Linked DNA regions of Mus musculus: region 1 is linked to region 2. Evidence: chromatin contacts called from public HiChIP or PLAC-seq data. All regions are on one chromosome and are shown on one strand. Each heading gives the region's core, a stretch centred on a gene start, on an enhancer-like site or on the middle of the called end of the contact. The rest is flanking DNA. Distances are from core to core; before and after follow the strand shown.

The links. HiChIP or PLAC-seq counts read pairs in DNA pulled down with a chosen protein or histone mark.
Region 1: a contact with region 2 is called in an H3K27ac HiChIP or PLAC-seq map of double positive thymocytes, with 4 times the contacts expected there. The contact joins the promoter of Uckl1 here to the enhancer-like site in region 2. A contact is called at or near these places in 2 of 39 promoter capture datasets (the HPC-7 cell line and liver), 3 of 115 datasets of contacts at active chromatin or transcription factors (bone marrow-derived macrophages, double positive thymocytes and embryonic stem cells) and 3 of 9 other capture datasets (adipose tissue, liver and pancreatic islet).

The regions. Positions count from the first base shown.
Region 1 is chr2:181,579,405-181,585,133 of GRCm38.p6, reverse strand. Uckl1 (uridine-cytidine kinase 1-like 1) reads left to right here and starts at 3,161. Exons shown (of 15, transcript NM_026765.3): 1 at 3,161-3,278. The coding sequence starts at 3,166. It overlaps Zfp512b (zinc finger protein 512B), which reads left to right. Exons shown (of 17, transcript NM_001164597.1): 17 at 61-3,031. The coding sequence ends at 312. It overlaps Uckl1os (uridine-cytidine kinase 1-like 1, opposite strand), which reads right to left. Exons shown (of 3, transcript NR_027289.1): 2 at 4,506-4,691; 3 at 19-121.
Region 2 is chr2:180,682,190-180,687,806 of GRCm38.p6, reverse strand. Dido1 (death inducer-obliterator 1) reads left to right here. Exons shown (of 16, transcript NM_175551.4): 4 at 10-331; 5 at 2,631-2,843; 6 at 3,779-3,998. Among named protein-coding and RNA genes, the nearest start is that of Gm22502, 13 kb to the left of the region's middle. Within about 2 kb of position 3,511, at least 6 of the 459 cell types and tissues checked have an H3K27ac peak or open chromatin away from gene starts, as enhancers often do. A contact at or near this core is called in double positive thymocytes, where this site is marked.

The DNA.
Region 1 (5,729 bases), core at 1,912-4,411, 900 kb before region 2:
GTTAGATCTGTAGCTTTAGACCAAATTTCTCAGTCTTTATTGCAAGTTTTCTTGCCCTAGAATTGGTTCCGGACCTCAGCTGACCCGTCTTCCAAACACAAGAGCCAGGACTCCTTGATGCCTAGGAAAGAGAAGAAGAAAAGTCTGTCAGGAGGAAAGAAGCGGGGCCGCAAACCCAAGGAACGATCCTCCGAGGAGCCAGCATCTAAGCTCCCCCCTAACAGGGATGACTGGCCCCCAGGAGGCAGAGACAGGGGGTCCCGGAGCTCCACTGGGAAGAAGGCTGGAGCTGGGAAGGCACCTGAAAAGTGAGCCTAGTGGGCAGGGCCTACCCATCATGCCCTGCATTGTCCAGATTAGGGGAGCCAGTTCTAGACTGGTCCTCCACCTCCAACACACACCCCCATCTGTCCAGAGGGTTGGCAAACTACTCTGCTCTCCCTGAAAGTGGTCCTTCCCCTGTTTAGGCTGCCTCAACAAGGCTAGATGGGGCTCCCCGGGAGTGCCAGGGCAGCAGCAAAAGTGCAATAGGCTGGAGGACCCAGCCGTTCCTACAAGGACATTCATGGCAGGAGCCTTGGCATCATGGGGCATGAAGTGTGCTTAAACAGTCAAATGGTCCCAGTTTCCACCTTCCTCTGGCCCAGTAGGATCCCCAATCTGACTCTTTCAAGGCTCAGACATTCCTGGTGACCCATAGTTGTGGACTGATGAGGCACCTGAGCAGTCTGGCTGCCATAACTTGGGCCTCGCCTCCACCCAACACTGGAACTCCAGTACTCCCAGCTACCTCCCAGGACAGACCCTGTCTACTGCCATGCTGCCCTGACAGCCACCCACTCATCTGTCCTTTTGCATCCACCTCTGACCCCCTTGCTTCTGTTCTCTACCTCTCTGGGCCTGCTTCCTCCTCTGTCATCCCTGTGTGCTTCAGGCCTCTCCTAACTTGACTGGCGTGATCATGGTGGAGTATGTAACCTTCCAGGCAAGGAAAGAGCTCTGTGTGTTCTACCTTCAGGGAGGCCCAGACTAGGATGTTTCACATCCAGCCTTTAGCTTCTAATTTTGTGGTTATCGCCCTTTGGGGTGCCTCCCTGGGGCCACAGCCATGTGAAGCAGAGGCTGGCCAGAAGGAGCCTAGCTCAGGAGTAGTACTTAGGAGAGACTGCAAATGTCTGCTATGCTAGGTGGGCCTATAAGCCAAGTTCTGTGGAAGGCCTCTTTTTCCCTTTTATTTTATCTGCCCTTGGGATCTAGTGGCAGTCAGTCATTTGATATAGAAATGGAAGGATAGTGAAAGATGGGGTCTCAGCCAGTGTAGCAACTCTAGGCTGGGCCTCACCCCTTTCTTTAAGGGGCCCTGAGGCTAACAGGGTCTGCAGGTTGGACAAGGCCAGGAAGAGACATCTGGCCTCCTTCCTGGTTCTACCTTCTAACCCTATCCCCATCTCCCAACCCTGCTGTGAGCCACACCAGGAGAAGGCTGGAGGGGGTTGGAACGAGCTTTTTATAGTGTTGGTAGGGGTGGACTGAGGTCTCTGCTTCTGATCCTGGATGATGTGAATTTTGATATTTGCCTCTGTGTGTCTCCTGGATGTTGTTGATGCCAGTCTTGTTGCTGTGACAAGTAGCAACCTTTTTTTTTTCTTTTTTTTTTTTTTAATTCTGGGTTTTTTTTATACAAAACTCAACAATCTTAATGTCATGGTGCTAAGGGTTTCCTGGTGCCGAAGGTATTGCTGTGGTACTGACTAGCACCTGCCCCCAGCCTCAGCAGGGAGCGTTTCCAAGAAGGCCAGCTCCAGGGAGATTTGGGGTGAGGTCCTTGTACACATGTATTTAGAAAGGCTCTGACTCTGGGCAAGGTAACCATGGCCTGGTGTGTTGTAGGTGTTGAATGGACTCTCCAATTCCTACACACTTTGATGTGGTCAGAGGTGGCTACAGAGGTGGGTATGATCCAGTGTCAAAGGGTAGGCTGGGGCTTTGGAGTGGTTGTGTGCAACTGTGGAAGGGAAGGGGGCCAAAGTGCACTTTTCACAACACCTCTGTGGGGTGTGACCATCCACCCTAGCCTCTCAGGTACTTGGCACTTGTAGGGAGAAGTAGGACCTGGGTTTGCTGGGGGCTGAGTTTTCCAGGACGAACCAGAAAGCCCATATACAGCCTTGCTATGGGACTGTTCTGGGTAACTTGATGTTAGCACTTTAACTCAGTCTTTGAGGTCAGTTTTGGGGCAGCTGTCAAAAGCTGCAGTTGGATAGGTACCAGCCTGTGGTGACTGGTAAGTAGTGGCAAACTAGACTGTAAAGCTCTTCCATGGTGGCAGGGCTCATCGGTCTGCCCACCTCCCTACTATGGCCCAAAGGTAACCACCAGCCTACACAGATCCTCAGTAAGAGGGACCATCATGGCAGAGCTACAGAAGGTGGGTGGGCATAGACTTAGAGGGCCAAACCAACCCTGGGTCCTTGGCAAAATGCAAAAGTCAGGGTCTCTACAGATCTACCTCTGGCTCAGCGCTTGCCCTGCCCTAAAAAAACAGAAGTGCCAAGGGCAGACATTTCATGCAGAACCAGGGTGCACTTTATGTTCCTGCACAGGCAGATGATGGTGCCTCCTGGAGGCTTTGGGATCTTCCTGTCCCTATGGTGGTTCTGAAGGGAGAGCTGTTCCCCTGTTGGGTGAAACCCAGGTCCCTTGCCCTGGAGACCTGGTTTCCCAGGTCACCCCACATACCTGACTGCAGCGCCTCCTAAACTTTGGGTTCCTTGGTTTGGTTATAATGCAGTTCTCATTACACAAGTGCATTTCTGGCTATCACTTGTAACCATAGATATACATGCATATATATTCTATCTACAAAGTGTTTTATTTGCAAGATGTTTTGAGGTGAGCTTTGGTCCTGCCCGCCTTGTGGTCATCTGTCCTCATCCTCATCCCCTGGCCCGGAGTGGTGCGGTGGTGGGCCATCAACTATGTATTAAAGTCACTGTATCAAATAAATGTTTATTGATTTTTTTTTTCCAGGGATTTTGTGTGGCTGAGTTTGTGTTGAGGCAAAGGTCATTCTCGGGGCTTGCCGCACGGCCTTGTGGGGATTGTAGTCCGCAGCGTGCCTGCCTCCCGGTGCGCCTCCCCGGCCTCCGCCAGGTTCGGGACGCCATGGCTGCGCCGCCGGCCTCAATGAGCGCCGCCCCTTCGCCCCTGCAGTCTGCTGTGGCCCCAGACGTGCCTGGCCGCCAGGCCGAGCAGAATGAAACGGCGTGCGAGGACCGGTAGGCGCGGGCCTGAATAAGGCAGGGGCCGCGCTTGTCTCTTGGGAGGGGTCGGAGCACGGCTTGCATCTCTTCCTAGAGCCGGGACGGCTCCCGGCATCTCCATAGATGGGCAGCTTGATCTCTACAGCCTTGTGGATCCTGGACAGGTTTCGGCGGCTCTCCAGCGCCCTGGGGCCTCCTGGGCTATGTGTCAGCCACCCCCTGCCAGGGAGAGGGAGGTGGCAGACGACCTGGAGGGCCCCAGCGGACGGAAGGCGGAACTGGCCCAAGCTCCAGCTTTTGGAGGCACTGAGAATGGAAACCTGTTTGACATCTTTAGCGTGGGTCTCTGTTCCTAGTGGGTGCGCACTTGGCTCTGGGCCCCCAGCTGGGCGGTAGGCGTGTTCGACCTTCTGAGTTCGTCGAAATTGAGCGCAAAGTTGCACCTGGCGGCCAGTGGTGCTTGTGAATGTAAGATGGGGTGGTGATTGCCACCTGTCCGAGAGTTTGGGGGCCTTTGAGACTTTCGAGGCTTTCAGGAGAATGGAAGGGGAGATAAGGGTCCTTGTAGGAAGTAGGAGACTTAAGGGTCCTTGTCTTCACTCGGCCTGATCATCACTTGTAGCAACTCTAGGTCGTGGCCGCCAGGGGGCAGTGACCATGCTTGGAAACTGCTCGTGACACCTCTTCCGGTCTGTATGAGTCAGTTGAAGGCCAAATGTCTTCCGGCTTTGCATGCCACAGTGCACCGCCTGAGAAGCTGTAACCCCGGACGCCTTTAGAAAGTGAGGTGCTGGCAGTGGATGAGGTGAATCCCAGCTAGTTCACACACTCCAGGCATTCTGACCAGGAGTCAGACTTTGTGAGGCCGTGGCCAAATTCCTCCTCCGAAGGTTCCTGGGGATACACCTTGAGAAGATACAAACTGCCCTGGTGCCTCAGGCACTGGCAGCAGTAGGGGAGGGAGTCGCTGGTAGACTAAAGCCCAGCTTGAGGTTTCTCCTATTGCCTTTCCCAGCACCTGGCTCCCTATCTGCCTGCCCCTGAGGCCTTTTCCTTGGAGTTGTCTGACCTTAGCCAGCACCGCCATTGGCTTTCATGTCGATATGCAAAGTGGAGATGGATTTGGGATTAGAGAGTGGAGAGAAGTTAATAGGTACTCACCCAGAGCCTTGGGGGGGGGGGGGGGAGGCAGGTTGGCAAGTGAGGCCATGAAAGCCTTTAATCCCCCAGTCCTATGTCTACCTTGTAAAAATGGCTTTGATGACTCTGAACCGCCTTCTGCCTCTTGCAGGAATTCCACAGTAGCACCGGGATGGGTTGCTTGACTAGATTTAACCATAGCAGAGGGATCTTGAGACCTTTCTTTGGTGGTCCAAGTGATGAGCCTTCCTCTCTTCAGTCTCTGCTGTAGGCCTTTCATTCTGGTTTCTAAGATATGGGGGATGCAAATTACAGGGCAGCTCTAACTTCCATGGAGTTTCCTTATCCATGAGGCACCGGCTTAGGTCCTCAGTAGCCTCTCTCTGTTTCTCTGTATAAGGATACATACAGGTCTGCAGCAACTCCCTGGTGAGTGGCTTTGAGCCATAGATGACAGCGCTGTTACCTAAGGGATAGCCAGGGGAAAATGAAAACTGAGCAGCAGCTTCCAGCACCACCTACCTCAGACAGCCCTGAGGCCTAAAATGGAGCCCTGAAAGAAGAAAACCTCAAAGATGGAAGTTAAGGAGTGTAGTAGCCAGGTAGCCTGGTGTATCTTAGGTAAAGATGAAGTTCTGGGGTCAGGGTGTGGTATTTTGGAGCCAAGTCTAGTGAATCAATAGGTGGGACAGGTCTATTCTGTAAGCAGTAACAAATCTGGAATTAAGTAAAGCCTTCCCTTTCTAAGACCAGCACGATGTTAGCTTCCCACAGACCTGTGGCCTTTTTGCTACCCACTGATCCTGACCTGCTGGGGTACCCAAGGAACATGTCAGGATCCTCTGTTGTGCTTAGCCAGCCAAACTTAGAGAACTGATTCCCTAGGACTCCTTAACTCTGCACCCCTGCCCAGAACAATATTAGCCTCCCAGAGCAATCCTAGGGCATATCCAGCCAACCATATCTAAGGGTAGAGTCAGAGGGACAGACAAACTATAAACACATACATGCACATGCAAACAGAGATTGGCTCTTCCTGCTCCTGGTGTCTGGGGATGTAGACATACCCACAAGTTACCTAGGTAGTGAGAAGAGCTGCCTCCGAGGCGGCTCCCAGAGTGGCTCCTTTTCAGATGCATGAAGTCCACTTGGAAGCTTCCTTCTCTGAGCCCTGCCAGACTTAGTGCTGTAGGCCAGCCAGGTAGGATGAGGTTGCAATGAGGCCAGCCCACCCCTTGACGAGAACCCCAAAGCCAGCAAAACCTCTCTGATTAGATCTTAAGTCAATAAAGGGATTTCAGCTGAGGCTGGGACCGGATCTTCCCT
Region 2 (5,617 bases), core at 2,262-4,761:
CCATTTTAGGTTTATGATCTGCTGTGATCGGTGTGAGGAGTGGTTCCATGGTGACTGTGTGGGTATTTCTGAGGCCCGAGGGCGGCTCCTGGAAAGGAACGGGGAAGACTACATCTGCCCAAATTGCACCATTTTGCAAGTGCAGGATGAGACAAACGGTAGCGCCACCGATGAGCAGGACTCTGGGTGCAGATCTGTGGGTGCTGATGGCACAGACTGCACAAGCATAGGGACAGTAGAGCAGAAGTCCGGAGAAGACCAGGGCATAAAGGGTAGGATTGAGAAGGCAGCAAACCCCAGCGGCAAGAAAAAACTCAAGATATTCCAGCCTGTGAGTATCTGTCTGCCATGGCAAGCACACATGTAGGGCTTTCTGCTGCTGAAGAGAGCAATACTAAGAAGGTGCCTTCTCTTTAGGACTGTTGGGCTGGGCTTTTGTGGGCAGTTACTGTATCTGTACGGGCCTGGGCCCTGCAAGAGAACATTCTGCTGCTGGTACACCTTGCCACTCCAGTTGGTGTCAATTATGACTGCTCCATCATAGCCTCCTTAGTGCCAGCAGCTTACTGTGCTCTAATGGTCACTTAAGGGGAAATCCATTTCTCCACAGTGCTATTGACTGAGTTTGAAGAAAAAAACCTTACTTTTTCACACGCTCTTGGTGTTACATATTTTGAGTGCTGGCAGAGTTATTGAGAGAAAGGTGCACTGTGCTCTGCTCTTACTTACATGCTGGCCTAAGTTGTTCCATGCCTGGTACTCATGTTTTCTTCATTCTTCCTACTTGAGTTATGTTATCCCATGGGGCCATAACTGTCAAATTTCCCATGAGCTGAGACTAGCAGTCTTGCTGCTCAGGAGAGCTTTCTCCTGCTGTCAACAGGTGTGTTGCATTTCTCAGGAGGGTGCCACCAAGTGCATCTTCACTTTAAACCCCAACCCCCACAGCACCTCCAGCAGGTGAGAGTCTGGGGAAACTACAATCTAGACTGGCACTGTCTTAGTTCTCACTGTGCTGCAAGGTGAAAAAGTGACAATGACATCACACCGTGGCCACTAGCACCGTTTACTGGAGGAAGTTGTCAATTTGATGCTTTTATTATTGCCAGTCAGTATGTTAGACATTGCCTGAATTTTAGTCTGTGTAAACTTAGATTTGGTAGAAGAAAAGCAACTATCTTAAATATTTATCCTGAAAACTGGGAGCTCTCAAATTGTCAGACATATGTTCTGTTCAGTCTTCCTGATATACTTAGAGCTAAACGGTCTCTAGTTTTCTGAAATGTATGTATCCTGTGTCTTTTGGCAATCTCCCTCCAAACCACTCAAAACAACAAACAAAAAAACAGGCTGCCTTTCTTCAAAACTAACAGTGGATCTCTTCTCTCTTAGGGCACGGCACATTTACTCTTTTAAGAATTTTCACTTGAAGGCTAGGGGTGGTGGAGTCCAACCTCTAAAGGCAGTATGAGTTCAATATATATATTTCCCTCTGAGGGGCTGGAGACGTGCTCAGATTCAAGAGGAACTAGGTTCAATTCATAGTGCCCATATGGTTCTCATCGTCATTTATAGTTCAAGTGTCAGGCAGTCTGATATCCTCTGTGCATGGACAGACAGACATGAAGGCAAGACACACATACATATAAAGGAATTTCAATTTTTTGACAGTTATAAAGAGGAATTTTTACCTGGACTCATAAGATGGCTCATTGCATAATAGCATGGGCCATCAAATCTGATTACCTGAGTTTAATCTTCAGATCTCACATGGTAAAAGGAGAGAACTGACTCCTGAAAGTTGTCCTGACTCCTGCTGTACCAGCTATTCATGTGCAAGCCTGCGGGTATATGCACATGCATGCACACACAATATGTAACAGAAATCTTAATGAAAATTTGTAACTCATTAAGTCTACATTTTTTGCCCTCTTTTTTTCATAGTGGTTTATTTTTAACATGTGTGTCTAGGGGAGTAGTGTGCAACAGTATAGATGCCCTCAGAGGACAGGGCTATCTGACATGAGTTCTAACAACTAGACTGCTCTTCTGTAAAAGCATCCTCTGAACCATGTTTCCAGCTCCTCTCTTACTCTTACCTCATTTGGGACCTGCACATGTTTAGAGGGCATATAGATCTGAAGCTCCCATGTGTGCAGAGTTTGTGTGCCAGGGCAGTCAAGGAAAATAGGTTTGTATAGTTCACAAAGATAGGTCTTACCATGTAGCCTGGGCTGACCTGAATTTCGGAAGTCTCCTGCCTTCCCTTCCCATGTGCTAGAATGGTGTTAAAAGATTATGTCATCATGCACAGCTAACAAATGAAAAATGAATTTTTATTCATATAAAACTATTATTAGAGCCATCCATAGTGATGTACACCTTGCACCTTTAGTCCCAGCACTGAGGAGGCAGAAGCAGGCAAATCTCTTGAGTTCAAGGCTGGCCTGGTCTGCATATCAAGTTTCTGGGCAGCCAGAATTTCATAGTGAGACCCTCTCTCAAAAAACAACCAAATAAAAATTCCTGCTAGTGTCTTAATACCAGTGACCACCAATAGTGCTGTCACTGAGCACTGATCACTAGTGTCTGCACACATGATGTCTGAAGTTGCCTGTCTTGTTCTGCAGGTCGTAGAGGCTCCTGGTGCTCCTAAATGCATTGGCCCTGGGTGTTCCAGTGTAGCACAGCCTGACTCTGTGTATTGCAGTAATGACTGCATTCTCAAACACGCAGCAGCTACCATGAGATTTCTAAGTTCAGGTAAAGAACAAAAAACAAAACCCAAGGAAAAGGTCAAGACGAAGCCAGAAAAGTTCAGTCTTCCAAAATGCAGTGTTCAGGTAAGCTGACAACAGTCACCTTCAGGATACTTACTTGAAACAGGAAGTGTTTGAGAGGACTCTTCATAGACTGGTGTCTTGTTTGCTTGAGCAATGCAGGGGACAGCAGCTGTCAGGAAAATATAGATCATATTTTCCTTCTCTCTTCCCCCATTCACTGAGGGATTATTAGTTAACATGAATATACTACAAGCAAGCAACCATGTGGCTTTTTTAAAGAAGTATGACTTCAGGATGTATACCACACAGCTTTATGCAAAGTGCACTTGACATTTAGACAGAGACATAGGTTCTAGGCAAGGCTCTGTGCCTTGATAAGTCAGTGATAAGAGTGCCTAGCATGCAAACAGTCTTATGATTTTTACATATCCCTTTAGGGGGGAGTGTTTCTTTTGTTTTAAAGGCAGTTTTGTAGTACAGGCAGTTCTTGAACTTGGAATTTTATTCCCTTAGCCTCCCACTCAGCTGGGATTACAGTCTTGTGCCACCAAGCCTAAGTGACATAGTTTTTATTTTTTAGGACTGTTATTTTGGATCTTCAAACTCCCATAAGTAGGAATGCAGATAGCACTTGTTAGGTATTACAGACCCTTGTGCCCACGCAGCCCCCTTCACTTTGTTTTCAGCTTGTCTGACTGCCTTGCCGGAAGGCGCTCATGCTTTTATCTTGGCTGGTTCATGCTTTTATCTTGGCTGGTTCATGCCTCAGCTGCGTTATAGACAGATATGAGCCTTCCCATTACCCAGGTGTTAAAAAGAATGCTAAGGGTTCTTTGATGTGTGGCTGTAGCCATAAAAAAGATCACATGATTCTACCTAGCTTGGTTTGAAGGGTCTTCAGGTTCTAAAATAAAAGGTGTATATGTCTTTAATTGGTTGTTGAAGCAAAAGTGTCACTTCAAACCTTAATAATTGGGATTTCACTGATTATCCAGGTGGGGATTAAAATCTCTTCTGTGCACAAGAGACTAGCGTCAGAGAAAAGGGAAAACCCAGTGAAGAAAGTGATGCTGGCTTCCAGGAGTGAGACTTCTGGGAAGGAGGCAGCCTGTGAGAGCAGCACACCATCCTGGGCAAGTGACCACAACTACAATGCTGTGAAGCCAGAGAAGCCAGAGAAGCCCACTGCACTCTCGCCCACCCTATTGAGTAAATGTACGTATCACCCAAAGGCTGGCTTCCCAGGCCCCTCCCATCATCTGGGTGGCTGCCTGGGGCTGTCTAGGACCAGAGTCCTGGGTGTTCTGGTGCTGATAGTAGCCAGCAGCTCACTGCCAGCCAGAAGCAGATACCAAGATGCCTCTGGACCCCAGGTGTTCCTGCCTAGCCTGTGGAGCCTCTCTGGGTGGTTCCTAAAGAGCTGTGTAGGCCTCATGTTGGAGGCAATTTCTTATTTCAGTTTTAGGCCTTGGTAAGTATTTGAACTGCTCTCAACAAGATGGGACAACATCAGTGCACTGTTCAGACTCAGTTCAGACTTGAGTTCCTCACAGGACAGCCCAGCACAAACCATGAGTTTTCCCACGTTACCTATTTTCTTCACATGGTCACCACTGCTCTTCTATAGAAAAGTGATTTTTTTCATGAGTTAGGGCATTTTTGAAAGGACAGGTAGACAATTTGTGTCTATTTCACATACTACACACCTACATAAACAGGTTTGAATTTTGAAGGTCATCTGCTGCTCAGATCCCATGGTGAGTAATCGTGCTGACCATACACCTACAGCAGTATTCTCATCAAAGTGAGAATTGTGGGTGGTAGCTTCCAGACTCGTAGATGCCCCAGATTTCAAATCAGTGTTTATAGTTTGAGTAAACTTTTGAAACCCAAGATTAGATCACTGAGTTTGGAGCCATTCTTGTTTCACTGCTGTACAAGGTACACCTTTCTTACTTTTTGTACAGTGGTTTCAAGTGAATTTTCATCTGTGTTCTCATGATAGTGTTTTGTTCCATCTCTGTCCACCCTCAGCCCCAGATAAGGGGGTCTCATGGCCTAGGCTGGCCTTAAATTTTCTGTAAAGTTGGGGGTCCTCCTGCCCCCACCTGTAAAGAGTGCTGAAACTTACAGGCACACACCTGATGTATGTTGTGGGGTGTGAACTCAGAGTGTTGGACCAGCAGTCTACCAGCTGAGCTGCAGTTCTAGCCATGGTAACTGAAACTGCTGATCTTCTTGTCTTTGTTTCCTTTGTGCTGGGATTACAGGCATGTGGTGCTGGGGATCAAACCCAGAACTTCATGCATTGGAGCGCTACTGACAGCTACGCCCCACCCCATTAGTGCATTTTATATCTATCTTTCTTTCTTTTTTTTTTTTTTTTTTAAGCATCACAGGGGTAAAGAGAACTGAATCGTAATAATATGAACATGGCACATTCTTGTTAGCCTTTCAGCAAGTTAACTAGGGGAGGACCTTTTGCACGTAGGTTTACAAAGTGAGAATGCAGTTGTGCGTGGTATTGCAGGCCTAGACTAACATTAGAGAAGTTGAGACAGGAACATCGTGAGTTCTAGGCCAGCTGGGGTTGCAGAGTAAGAACCTTTCTCTAGGGCAAGTGGGAGGGAATGTAAAAGACCTAAGAAATGCAGTAAATTAGCATGCTCTACTGCATTGTGGCAGGCCTTAGTGCGCTGTAGGCAGTTGAGTAGTTTGAGATGAGAGGTCTGGTGTTCCTTCAGTTACAGCAGCTCTACAACAGCAGCATTGTGAACTAATTAATGAGTAGACTTAGAGCCAAGTACACCTCTTAGAATAGGGAAAAACCTGCC